Regions from separate parts of the Sus scrofa genome. Here all the other regions are linked to region 3. Evidence: chromatin contacts called from public Hi-C and HiChIP or PLAC-seq data. All regions are on one chromosome and are shown on one strand. The core of a region is the stretch at or near the end of the contact, and the rest is flanking DNA. Distances in the headings are between cores, read along the strand shown. Region 1 has its middle 20 kb from the start of ZDHHC19. Region 2 holds the start of ZDHHC19 (probable palmitoyltransferase ZDHHC19). Region 3 holds the start of TNK2 (activated CDC42 kinase 1).

Region 1 (3,860 bases), core at 331-2,830, 190 kb before region 3:
GGCACACGCTTTTCCCCAGCTGCTTCGGGTCGGGACAGTTTTGCTGCTGAAATTGGAAATTCCCACACTGAATATCTAGCTTATTTCTCAGTGAGAAGAGCATCAAGGCACAGATGCTGGGGGAGAGGTTCGGCTGGGCTTGTCTCCAGGGTCAGGTAGCCAAGGAGAGGCCAGGCAGGCTGGGTCCTCAGCCTCCTGCTTCTCGGCCCTTTCCACCCCACGGTGAGGCGCCAGGTGGATCGGAGGCCTGGGCTGGAGCAGGGAGTGCACTCTTTCTTCTCCTGGAGGCCTGGGAACTTGGCTTCCGTGGGCAAAATCACAAAAGTGATGACAATACCAGGACTGGTTTGAATGCTAACTGTGGGCTAAGTGCTGGGCTTTTATTATCTCATTTATACTTATTTGAGGGTGGGGGGCTGCGCCCTTGGCATACGGAGTTCCTGGACAGGGATCAGATCTGATACACGGTTGCGACCTATGCTGCAGCTGCAGCAATGCCGGATTCTTAACCCACTGTGCCGGGCCAGGGATCGAACCTGCGTCCCGGTGCTCCAGAAACGCTGCCGATTCCATTTTGCCACAACAGGAAATCCCTTGTCTTATCTCATTTAATCTTCAAAATGGTTTGCGGGGAAGGTGCTGCTCTTACTTTTGTGGACGTGCCCTTAGACAGCCCTCCAGCCTTCATCTCCCTCTCTGCAACGACCAAGTTTTCCAGAGGGTCCTCAGGGCTATTCCTGCCCTGCCCTCCTGGGAGTCCATTTCTTAGTGGCGAAAGGGGAGGGTCCCTGGTCTGGACGCAAGCCCTGAGGTAGACCGGGCCCCAGGCAGGGCTTATTTGATGAATCATTAGCGTCCTTTGCCTGAACCTCGTCTGTCCTGTAGTAGCAGAGGGGACATTAGGTCATCAAACAAGAGTACCGACCCCTGGGCAGGACCCTTGGCCGCCTGGGCTGGGAAAGACCCTGCCCAGGAGTTCCCAGATATCTGTTCCTCAGCCCTGACAAACACGACATGGAAAGACACTCTCCTGCCTGCCCTTTTCCTGGCCAGGCAGTGGGATGCCAAGACTGGGCATTAGGAGGCCCGGTTTGCAAAGCAGCCGTGGTTGCTTCCTGGGGCTGTGGCTCCAGAAAAGTCCCTAGTCTCTCCGAGCCACATCTGCAGAAGGGAAACTTGGGTGCTTGTGTGATGACACAGTGCACGAAGGGAAGGCGCTCCAGACTCTCACTTCTTCACACCGGCCGCAGCCCCGTGGGTGCGGGGCTGCTGTAAAGGGCGCAGTGGGAGGGCCGGACTCGGGCTTGGGAAGCCTGGCATGAGCAAGTCCCTGTCCCTCTGGCTCCATTCCCCTGCCCTTTTTGCAGGCTCTGATTTAGATCATGTGGAAGTGGCCAGGGATGAGGAGGGGGTGATGTCTCAGCTCCCTCTTTCCCCCACCAAGTATCTGTCTCTAGGGGAAGAGCAGCCAGACCTGGGTTGGGGCAGGGGTGTGGCCCTCTCAACTCCCCAGAGGTATCCCCATCTGTCAGCCACCTCAGGCCCCTGGTGCGGAAGCCTCTGGAAGGCCTCGAGGTCTGGTTGTGCCAGCTCTCCTCTGAACTCTTGGCAGACACTGGGGCTGCACCCAGGGGCATTATCTGCCTTGGATACAGTCCCGGCCAAAGAGGAAAAGAGGCTTGTTCCTGAAGCAGGGGCCATAACTAGGCACACAGAGGGCTCTTTCTTTGGAGTTGAAGCTTTAAAGATTTGTTTTCTTTACATATCCGGCGGCAGGAAAGAGAAGCCCCAAATCAAACATTCCTGAAACATGGATTTCAGGTGGCTTTAAAGGAGCATTTTGTTTGGTTTCCGTCCCACCCTGTTTCTGCTCAGTGGGGTCTCGGGCACTTGTCCCTGGGGTTTGATGGAGGGTCCACACCCTTCCAGGTTCACCGTCCAGCCTCACCAGGAGGTTCCGCAGCACCAGATCCAGCCTAAGGGCCTCTGGTCACAGCCAGGCCCCAAGCCCTGCTCCCAGGGGCCGTGGAGCACGTCCACCTCAGCCACGGAAGGCGACTCGTGGTTCCTCCATCCTCAGCGGCATTCCTGCTGCTGGCCTCACCCTCTTTGTTGAACTCTCTCTCTACCTCAAGCTCAAGGATCAGACAGACGTCTGTCTTTCTCTCACCTCCTGCTGCAAAATCCCCCAAGCCCCATCCTTGGGATATGCCCCTCTTGGGGAACTCACTCAGCGTCCTCCAGTCTATCTTCTGGCCCTCAGACCCTGCTGGTGTCTTAGCCTTTGGCCTTAATATTCCTTTCTTCAGCTTTATTAGGGCATAACTGACAAATAAAATTGTAAGATCTTTAAGATATAGAGCATGATGATTTGCTGTATGTAGATGCTGTGAAAAGATTCCCCCATCGAAATGGCCTCAATTTTCTAACTGAATGATTCCCTTGACCTCCCATCAGAGACTCGAGACCTTTCCAAGACCCAGCAGCAGGGGGAAAGGAGAGAAAAAGCAAAGGCAAAGGCAGCCATTGAATGAGAGAAGCACTTGTTAGAATGAGGAAGCACTGAGCAGGGCGCCGGGGTCTGGACCCAGGGGAGAGGGCAGCTGTGTGTTCCGAGGCCAGCCTTGATCGTGAGAGGAGCAGGAGAAATCCTCTGAGCCGCCTCGTTTGCCCTCCTTGCAAATGAGAGGTCCCTTCTGTAAGTGTGACAGGACTGGGTGGGTGTGGAGAGGAAGGACACTGAGGGAAGGCGCATCCAGAGGAGGGGACCAATCAAAGGCTTGTTCCTGTCATCCAGGGAGAAGCTGATGAAAAGACAGGCCTGGACTGTGATGGTGGGAATAAAAATCCATCCATCCATTCATTCATTCATTCAAGAAACACTGAATAACCACAACATATCCAGGAGGTAATAAAATTAATTTTAAAAAGAATGTGTTGGAGTTCCCTGGTGGCTTAGCAGGTTAAGGATCTGATGTCACTGCTGCGACTCTGGTTATAGCTGTGGTGTGGTTTTATCCCTGCCCCGGCAACTTCTGCATGCCATGGGCATGACCAAAAAAAAAAAGAGAATGTGTTCATGCATAATTTCATTTAAAATTATGCTGTATTATTTAAGTCATACTATTTTTTTTTTTTGTCTTTTTACCTTTCCTAGGGCCACTCCCGTGGCATATGGAGTTCCCAGGCTAGGGGTCTAATTGGAGCTGTAGCTGCTGGCCTACACCACAGCCACAGCAATGTGGGATCCAAGCCACATCTGTGACCTACACCACAGCTCACGGCAACGCCGGATTGTTAACCCACTGAGCAAGGCCAGGGGTTGAACCTGCAACCTCACGGTTCCTAGTCGGATTCCTTAACCACTGTGCCACGACGGGAACTCCTAAGTCACACTATTTTAAATATAATTTGTTGCATTTTTGTATTTAAAAGGCTGGAAGCAATGTCATCAAATGCCCATGGTAGATGCACAAGTGTTTGCTAATGAGGGGGATTCTGGCTGGCTCTCTGGGTGTCCAGACCCCCGATTTCTAGGCCCAGGGCTTCCTCTGTGTGACTAGGAAAAGCCCTTCCTGTCTGGAAGCCCCTTCCCTCATCTGTGCAAGGGGAGTGTAGAACCAGAAGATCAGTGGTTCATTCCAGCCCCTTTGCCTGAGGACTAGGGGGTTATAGATACTTTAACTGGCACGGCTGGGGTGCTCTGCTTTGCCCCATGGGGCTGTGCCCGCCCCACGCAGACCCCTCTCCTGCAGTGCTCCTCACCTGGGAGATAGTGGCCTCCCTCAGCCGGACCAGCTGTCAGGTTCTGATCTCAAGTTAGAATCACGCCTCTCATCTCTTCACAAACGCTTTGAATC
Region 2 (4,331 bases), core at 665-3,164, 210 kb before region 3:
AGAGGCCTTGCGTTTAATCGCCCAGAGCCTTGAACTTTAGACTTCCCTAGAGCAGAACACAGGGAGCTGAGGGTGTTCTCCAAAACTTCTGGCCAGAAGTGGGGGTCGGGGAGGCAGGGGAGGAGGGCCGATGGGCTAGAGGGAGTCGGAAAGGGAAGGCTGCTAGCTGATGCTCATGTTCCTGCAGCTGGGCGGTAGTGGCTGGGAGGCCCAGGGGAGAGCCGGCTAATCCTCAGGATGGATGGTGATGGAGGGAAAAAATGGCAGGGTGTTGGTGAGAAGAGTGGGCTTTAGCTCCGATGTGGTACTTCTGCCTCACTGAAGTCCCTAAGTGGCCACTTCCTGTAAAGCGTGACCCATGGATGAGTTAAGGCCAGGCTATCCATAGCTCAGGCATGGCAAGGGGATGAGCTGGACCAGCCAATCAGATGCTTCTCTTGCTAATTTTGGACTGCTACCTGTCAAACGCTGATTTTTAGACTCAAGAGGAACAAATACTTCATTTCATCTTTTTGGTTTAAATTTCCCCCCAAATTCATTTGATAACATAAGACATCTATTCCTTCAGTTTTGACTTTCTCAGTGTAAGGATCATTTTTTTTTTCTTTTTGTCTTTTTAGGGCCACACTTGCAGCATATGGAAATTCCCAGGCTAGGGGTCCAATCTGAGCTGTAGCTGCCGGCCTACACCACAGCGTAGCAAGCCAGATCTGAGCCACATCTGTGACCCATACCACAGCTCACAGCAATGCCGGATCCTTAACCCACTGAGCAGGGCTAGGGATGGAACCTGCATTCTTATAGATACTATTCGGGTTTGTCACCACTGAGTCACAACGGGAACTCCTAAGGGTCATTTTTGAAAGAAAAAATAAACAAACCATGAATTTCATCAGCTTTCCTCAGGGGTCCTCCATCATTTGATATTTAAAGGTCCTCTCTCTTTTATAAAATTTCTTATTGAGATAAAATTCATGTAATGTAACATTCACATAACACATAAGTGTATAATTCAATGGTTTTTAGTACATTCATAATGTTGTGCAACCATCACCATTAATCTAATTTTTTTCTTTTTTTTTATTACTCAAAAGAATTTATCACATCTGTAGTTGTATAATGATCATAACAATCTGATTTCACAGGATTTCCACTCCACAGCCCAAGCACATCCCCCCACCCCCCAAACTGTCTCCTCCGGAGACCATAAATTTTTCAATGTCTGTGAGTCAGCATCTGTTCTGCAAAGAAGTTTCATCTGTCCTTTTTTCAGATTCCACATGTCAGTGAAAGCATTTGATGTTGGTGTCTCATTGTATGGCTGACTTAGCATGATCGTTTCTAGGTCCATCCATGTTGCTAAAAATGCTGGTATTTCGTTCTTTTTGATGGCTGAGTAATATTCCATTGTGTATATGTACCACATCTTCTGGATCCACTCCTCTGTCGATGGACATTTAGGTTGTTTCCATGTTTTGGCTATTGTAAATAGTGCTGCAAACCATTAATCTAATTGCACAATATTTTCATACCCCCAAAGAAAACTCATACTTCCCAATTCCTCTTTCCTCCCATCCCCTGGCAACCATTAATCTACTTTCTATCTCTAAGGATTTGTCTGTTCTGGACATTTCATCTATATAAAATCATACAGTGTGTGGCCTTTTATATTGGACTTCTTTCATCTAGCGTAATGTTTTCAAGGTTTATCCATATTGTAGCATGTCTCACTACCTCCTTTTATGGATGAGTAATATTCCATTGTATGGACATACAATTTTTGTTTTATCAGCTAACTCATTTATTTATCAGCTAATGGACATTTGAGTTGTTTCCATTTTTTGGCTGCCATTTTGCTGAACTCATTTATTAACTCTGAGTGTGTGTGTGTGCATGTGTGTGTGTGAGTGTGTGTGTATTCTTTAGGGTTTTCTATATACAAGGTCATGTCATCTGCAAATGGAGATAGTTTTACTTCTTTCTTTCCAATGTGGATGCTCTTATTCTTTTTCTTGCCTAATTTTTCTAGCTAGAACTTCTAGAACAATGTTAAATAGACGTGGCAGAAGCAAGTGTACTTATTTTCTTTCTCATCTAACAGGGAAAGTTTTTAGTCTTTCACTATTAAGTATGCTAGCTGTGGGTTTTTCATTAATTCCCTTCATCAAGTTGAGGAAGTTCTCTTCTATTCCTAGTCTGCTGAGGAATCATAAAAGGGTTCTGCCAGATGTATTTTCTGCATTGAGATGATTGTGTTGTTGTTTTTTTCCCTTCATTCTATTAATATGAAGCAGACATTGATTTTTGTATGTTGAGGCAATCTTGCATTCTTGGACTAAATCTCAGTTGGTCATGGCATGTAATTCTTTTAATGTGATGCAGGATTCAGCTTGCTAGTATTTTGCTGAGGATTTTTGTATCTATATTCATGAAGGATATTGGTCTGTTTTGTGTGTGTGTTTGTGTGTTTAATGTCTTCATCTGGATTTGATATGGTAATATTAACTTCATATAATGAGTTAGGAAGTGCTCTTTCTTCTTTTTTGAGAAGGGCTGGCGTTCCCTGGTTAACTTTGAGTATAATTTACCAGTGAAGGCATAGGCCATTCTTTTTTTTTTTTTTGGTCTGGGCACTTTTCCTTCTAGGATACTTTTTATTTTTAAGTATTATAAATCAAACTTTACACACACACACACACACACACACACACTCCTAATGAACACTAGATAATTACCTTCCAAATTTATTTTTATTCTTTGCTAATGTATATAATACTTTTACATAGTTGTAATCAATGTGCAGATTTTCTTTTGGGTCCAGCTTTTAAATTTTTGATTTAACATTTTTTTTCCCACACACAAGTTCCATCGATATAGTCCACATATGTCTCAATAGTCCATCAGACTAATCTCTAGAATATCACAGAAAGATAAAATAATCAGAGTCAAATAATATCTTTGCATCATGAAGGATATGTTCCAGTCTAAAAGGTAGTTTTTAGCCATAGGAAGAGCCAACTGTGATAAATCATCAGGGAAATAGTTGATGAAGTATGTGCTATAAGTCCTTGAAGTAAAATGAAGTCGTTAATTTTTTGGCACTATATTATATTTTAAAATATCATTTGGCTAGGCCATTCTTTTTTTTTTTTTTCCTTTTTCAGCGACAACCACAGCATATGGAAGTTCCCAGGCCAGGGATCAAATCCAAGCCAGAGCTGTGACCAATGCCACAGCTGCAGCAACACTGGATTCTTCACCCACTGCACCAGGCTGGGCATCATACCAGTACCTCCACAGAGTCAAGCCAGGTCATTAACCCACTGTACCACAGTGGGAACTCTTAGGCCATTATTTTTTGAAGAGTCTACCATTTTGTCAAACTTATTGATTTCCCCTTCAGTTTTAAGCTGTTCTAGACTACTGCTTGTTGGTTGATGATTTTGGGGCCATTTAAATGCTATTCTATACAAAACCCTTCAAAACCCCAAATAAATAAACAAAACAAAAACAAACAAGGAATTTCCCTTGTGATGCAGTGGGTTAAGAATCCCGTGTCTCCACAGCTGTGGCATAGGTCACAGCTGCAGCTCAGATTTGATCCCTGGCCCGGGAACTTCCATATGCCGTGGGTACAGCCAAAACAGACAGACAGACAAACAAAAAGCTTATAGTGTGGGAATCCTCCAAATACAGAGTGGTTCTGACGCTCACTAGCTAAAACAAATGACAAACATCAGCTATATGTAACAGAAACCCCAGTTATTTTCTCACATAATAAGCAACTCAGAGGGAGAGAGTTCAAGGCTGGGGCAGTGACTCAGTATCATCAGTGTCATTCTGTCTGTGCCCCATGTCGACTTATTGCCTAATGGGTCAAGGTGGACCCCGCCAGCATGTTTAGGTTCAAAACAGGAAGAAAGGGACAGAGCTGTACCAACTGTGTCCTTTTCCCTTTTATCAGGAAAGCAAAAGCCTTTCTAGAAACATCCACTTATGTCTCATTGACCAGAATTGTATCATGAAGCCAACCCTGGAAACGAGGGACAATTTAGCTGCCTCCTCCTGCAAAGTGCGATTTTGTAATGACGAAATGGAAAAAATGAAGCTAGAATAACGAACACCGTTTTCTTCAATTAGCACCAAACCTAAACGGCGAGTAGAATCAGCTACTCTCTCCCCACCATGTGTTTCTCTAATGTCATGTGTTCTCCAAACTGACCTCCCAGCGACAGGACCTCTCAGGCCCTAGTACCAGTATGTGTGGGGGTTGCTGTTGGAAGTGACAGTCACAGGCTGCAGACGGTTCTACTGGAGAGCCCCTCGCCCCC
Region 3 (4,218 bases), core at 674-3,173:
AGGTGGGGTGTATTCAACCTCCTGCTCACTGGCCCTGGCTCCACCGTGAAGGGCAACCCTTATACACAGTTATCAGAGGATTTGGTAGAAAGGTGCCTTGCCTACCTCATAGGGCAAGATGCCATGGTCCAAATCCACCCAGTCCAGCCCCCCTACCCCCTCCCCCGGCTGTCTGGAACCCACCCCCTTTTAAGTGCTCTACTGTGGTCAGGTCAGGGCGCTTGGACCAAATGCTGGAAAACAGGAGTGCAGAATGTGTCACCCTCACACAGCTGTCTGATATTTGATATATGGGACAGTCCTTTCTGGAGGTGTTTATTATACCCATTTTATAGATAAGGTACAAATAATAACAGGGCCAAGTTGCCCTAAGCCTTTGGGTTCGAAGCTTCACCACCTCCAGCTGTGCTAGGATCTGAGCCTGCAGGCTGCACTCTCACTCTCCCAGAGAGGAGCTCTGAATTTTCTCCTCCTTTCAGGGCATAGGCCCAAGAGGACACAGTGAGGAGGGAGGAAGTCCCCCTTTGCCTGGGACTCTTTCTACCTGTATACCCAACAGGAAGTGCCCCAGGCCTAAGCCTGTTATAGGCCTCTCCCTGGGCCCCAGGGAAAGAGTAGGGCCAGCCCAGGTTCATAAGCCTCTGGGCTGCTGCTGAGAGATTAGGACTAGAGTTCTCTGCAGTAAAACACTCACTGGATTGGGACCCTGGAAACTCTTCAATCCAGCCTTCTCATTTTGGAAAACAAGGCAACTGATGCCAGAGGGAAGTAATTTTTTATACTGTCAAATGGCAACTCAGCAGTAGCTGAACTACTTAGAATTCGAGACTCCTATTTCAGTGCTCCTCCGATAGGCCTGGTTGACTACATCTCTCAATGCGAACTCCTCCCTTCACCTCTTCTCCCTCTGCTCCACAGGAAGGTTCAAGCAGGACCTCTGGAGGGATGAAGCGGGAGCGGGAGCGGACTAGGGACCGGGGAGAGGGAGGCGTAAACTGGACAGGGCCCCTTAAGGGGGAGGGCCAACCCTTCGGGGCTCCGCCCCCCTGGGGCGGCGCAGGCGCAGGCGGGCTCCAGGAACTCCGGCAGGAGGGCGGGCGCTCCTGGCTCTCGGGCCGGCGCGCGGGGCCGCAGCACCTGCGGGGGCCGGCGCAGGGCGCTGCGCCCGGCGGGCGGACGTTGACGCCCAAAAGCTAGGGCTGGGGGCCGGGACCGGGACGTGGGAGCTGAGCGGGAGAGAACGCGGCCCCGCAGCCCCCTCCCCGGGGGACGGGGCGGAAGGAGGCGGGTGGGGGCCGTTGTAAGCGGGCGCGGAGGGCAGCACCATCTGGAGGGGCGGGACCGCGCGGCCTCTGGGGGGCAGGCGAGTGCGCTGGGCAGTGCCAGCGGGGGGTCCCAGGCGGGGCGCGCAGGAGGAGCGCGGCGGGCTTAGCCCGGCGCTGCCGGAGCAACAGCCGCAGCGGGTCGGGGTTCTTAGCTGGGGCCCGCAGCAGCTTCGCGGGCTGAAGCTCGGCGTGGAGGAGCAGGGGGGCGTGGGTCCGGTCGTGCAGGAGGAGGGCGGGGTGGGCCCGGGGGTGCAGGAGCGGGGCGGCCGGGGCCACGAGCCCAGCCTGGGGTGGTGTGGGGGCCGCCGGACGGCGCGGACTGGAGGAACCCTCCGCGGTGGACGGGCTCCGCGAGCTGGCCTGTGGTGCAGGAGGAGGGGCTGGGGCCCCGCAAGCAACACCAGGAGAAGGGGGGAGGCAGCCCCGCAGTGCAGGAGCGGGGGGAGGCCCGCACCGGGGTGCAGGAACGGGGGGAGGGGAGCCCACGCAGGCTGCTGCAGCAGCCCGAGCAGCTGTCCGAGTTCGGGGACCGCTCCTGGGAGCGCAGAGAGGAGCTTGAAAGTTCCGGAGAGCTGGGGGAGCAGAACTGGGAGAGCTGCGGGCATCTCAGACGGGAGGCAGTGGTCCTCGGAGCAGCCCCGGCACGACGCAGGAGACTGGAGGTGGTGGGGAGGGCCCGGCCAGTGGGGCCCCGGGGGCCTGAGGGAGAGGGACGCCTCGGGGTGCAGGAAGCAAATTGGCTGCCTGGGGTGCAGGAGGGGCAGGTGGTGCGGGCTGTCCAGGAAACATACTTGGACGGAAAGGGGTCTCAGGAGGGAGAAGAGCCCCCTGAGGGACACAGAATCCGGAGGCGCAGGAGGAGGAGAGGTGGTAACCCAGAGGCTGGCTGCTCAGCACCAGGGTCGGGCAGGGCCGAAGTGAGCGAAGAATGTAGGGGTTTGGGGAGTGGGCAGCAGAACCTCGGAGCTTTGGAAGCCACTGTCGGATAGCAGGCAGTGTCCTGCTGGGTCCTTTTCTGCCTCAGCCGGGTCATCATAGAAGCTGTGTCTGAAGAGAGCCAGTGGAAGGCAGCAGGTAAGGAAGCCCAGTTCTCTTCTCAGCTGGAATTATTGTGTTTGGAAGGAGGGGGCTGCAGTTATCTCAGGAGAACGTGGTCTCCAAACTGCCTTTTTTTATTTCTCGGTGTTTAAACCTGGCAAGGAAGGAAGCAGTGCAGTTTTCAACAGCAAGGCAGGACCCCTCCCCCCAGTACTGTATATGCCAACTGGAGTGATGGGACATTTCCTTAGAGTCTAGACTGGTGGCGAGACTGTCTGGGTGGCTGCCAGGCCTGGGCAGAGGAAGAGAGGAGTAGCCCCAGGCTGAGGCTGTAGAGGAGGTAGTCACCCCTTCACCAGTCTACCAGTGGAGGTAGGGGTGCCTCCATGCCATAGCTGGGGTGGTGCAATCAGCACAGGCTGCCTCAGGTCCTCAAAACACGTTCCAAAAAAGGGAAGGGGCAGCATTGCATTATGAGGACCTTATCTTGTAACCCTGTCGGCCACGTGAGCTGAGATATGAGTGTGGCAGCCAGTGACTTGGGCACGAGCCTGACCTGCTCCCGCCACACCTCTTGTCACATTTGATTAATACTGAGGGCCCAGAGCCAAGGATGAATAGTGGGCCAAAGGGCGAAGAGCTGCTGGTGGTGAGGACCACAACCTGAAAGTGTGGGAGAGGAAAGGGTATCTGCAGTGCTCAACTCTGGGCATCCTCTGTGGCTCAGACCCAGCCCACCCCCGTAGAGGTGGCCACATGGACAGCTGTGGCATTATGGGTTCCTTACCAGCCAGGGCCAGCTCCCAGCCCAGCTTAGAGGTGGGGCTTACAGGAGTGGGGGCTAAATTTGGCTTCCTCTTGACCCTCATGGCCTGGATGCCAAGCCTGTTCGCTCCTGCCCCATATGGGCTTGGTCGGCCACTTGTGGGCCTCATCTTCCTAGGGCTGTTCACCTCTTACCTGGCCCTGTCTGGGTTCTTGCTTCTCTAGCCCTGCGGGAGGAGTGGGTGCAGAGTTGCTCTCTGTCTCAGGGCCTTAGCTGAGACCCATCTCTCCCCCAGCCCAAGGAGTGGCTCTGAGTCAGATGGACCCAGACCCCTGTCCCAGCTGGACTGGGTGGAGCTGGTCCTTTTCTCTCGGGCCAGAGACAGTGGTGGTGGCATTCTAGGCAGGCAGCTGTGGCGACTCTGCTGGAGGAGCCGGTTAGCCTGCTTCCCATGCATACGCAAACTTGACCGACAGCTTCTTCCCACGCCTGCCTGTCATCCTGCCACGCCAAACACTCAGGCACCGGAAGTTCAGCTGCTGTGTCCACGGTGTCTGGCTCTTCTGGGATGGCCAGACTTGTTCTGGCACTTGGGCTTCAGTGGAGAGAATTGTTTTGAACACAGCACGCATCTTCACCCTATTTCAGGTTGGTTCTTGAATTTGTGGTAGATGAAGAGAAGGAGGACTTTGGCAGATCTGGATTTAGACCACTTAGTAGCTGTGTAACCTTCTAAGGCAGGGTAATGTCTCTGGGCTTCAGTTTCCTTATCTGTGAGGTGGACTGTGGTTTTCCCTCCACTGTCCTGAGTGCAGGGGGCTCAGACCCTGCTTTGCCAGCCTAGTGTCCACCTTCCTGGGAGCTGAGGCTGGCAGATAATGGGGAGGAGGGGTCGGTGCCCCCAGACCTTTTCCTCTGGCTCTTAAGCCCATGATTATCCTCCTGCCCTTTGCTCTAATCTGGAAGATGATTTTTTGTTTTGTTTTGTTTTTTAAACTTGGGGCCGCAAGTGCGGCATATGGAAGTTCCCGACTAGGGGTTGAATCAGAGCTGCAGCTGCTGGCCTGCCACAGCCACAGCAACACCAGA

Evidence for each region. A called contact is a pair of places that touch in the nucleus more often than the background predicts. HiChIP or PLAC-seq counts read pairs in DNA pulled down with a chosen protein or histone mark.
Region 1: a Hi-C map of liver shows a contact between it and region 3, with 2.1 times the contacts expected there. The contact joins the enhancer-like site here to the promoter of TNK2 in region 3. A contact is called at or near these places in 2 of 5 promoter capture datasets (fetal skeletal muscle and liver), 9 of 47 Hi-C or Micro-C datasets (alveolar macrophages, blood, embryonic fibroblasts and 4 more) and 2 of 2 datasets of contacts at active chromatin or transcription factors (alveolar macrophages and skeletal muscle).
Region 2: an H3K27ac HiChIP or PLAC-seq map of alveolar macrophages shows a contact between it and region 3. The contact joins the promoter of ZDHHC19 here to the promoter of TNK2 in region 3. A contact is called at or near these places in 2 of 5 promoter capture datasets (fetal skeletal muscle and liver), 4 of 47 Hi-C or Micro-C datasets (fetal heart ventricle, fetal liver, liver and 1 more) and 2 of 2 datasets of contacts at active chromatin or transcription factors (alveolar macrophages and skeletal muscle).

What each region holds. Positions count from the first base shown.
Region 1 is chr13:133,891,196-133,895,055 of Sscrofa11.1, forward strand. No RefSeq gene overlaps it. Among named protein-coding and RNA genes, the nearest start is that of ZDHHC19, 20 kb to the left of the region's middle. Within about 2 kb of position 1,581, at least 24 of the 83 cell types and tissues checked have an H3K27ac peak or open chromatin away from gene starts, as enhancers often do. A contact at or near this core is called in alveolar macrophages, liver and skeletal muscle, where this site is marked.
Region 2 is chr13:133,871,158-133,875,488 of Sscrofa11.1, forward strand. ZDHHC19 (probable palmitoyltransferase ZDHHC19) reads left to right here and starts at 1,915. Exons shown (of 7, transcript XM_021070166.1): 1 at 1,915-4,331.
Region 3 is chr13:134,080,343-134,084,560 of Sscrofa11.1, forward strand. It overlaps TNK2 (activated CDC42 kinase 1), which reads left to right and starts at 1,924. Exons shown (of 13, transcript XM_021070192.1): 1 at 1,924-2,399. It also overlaps the pseudogene LOC106505774.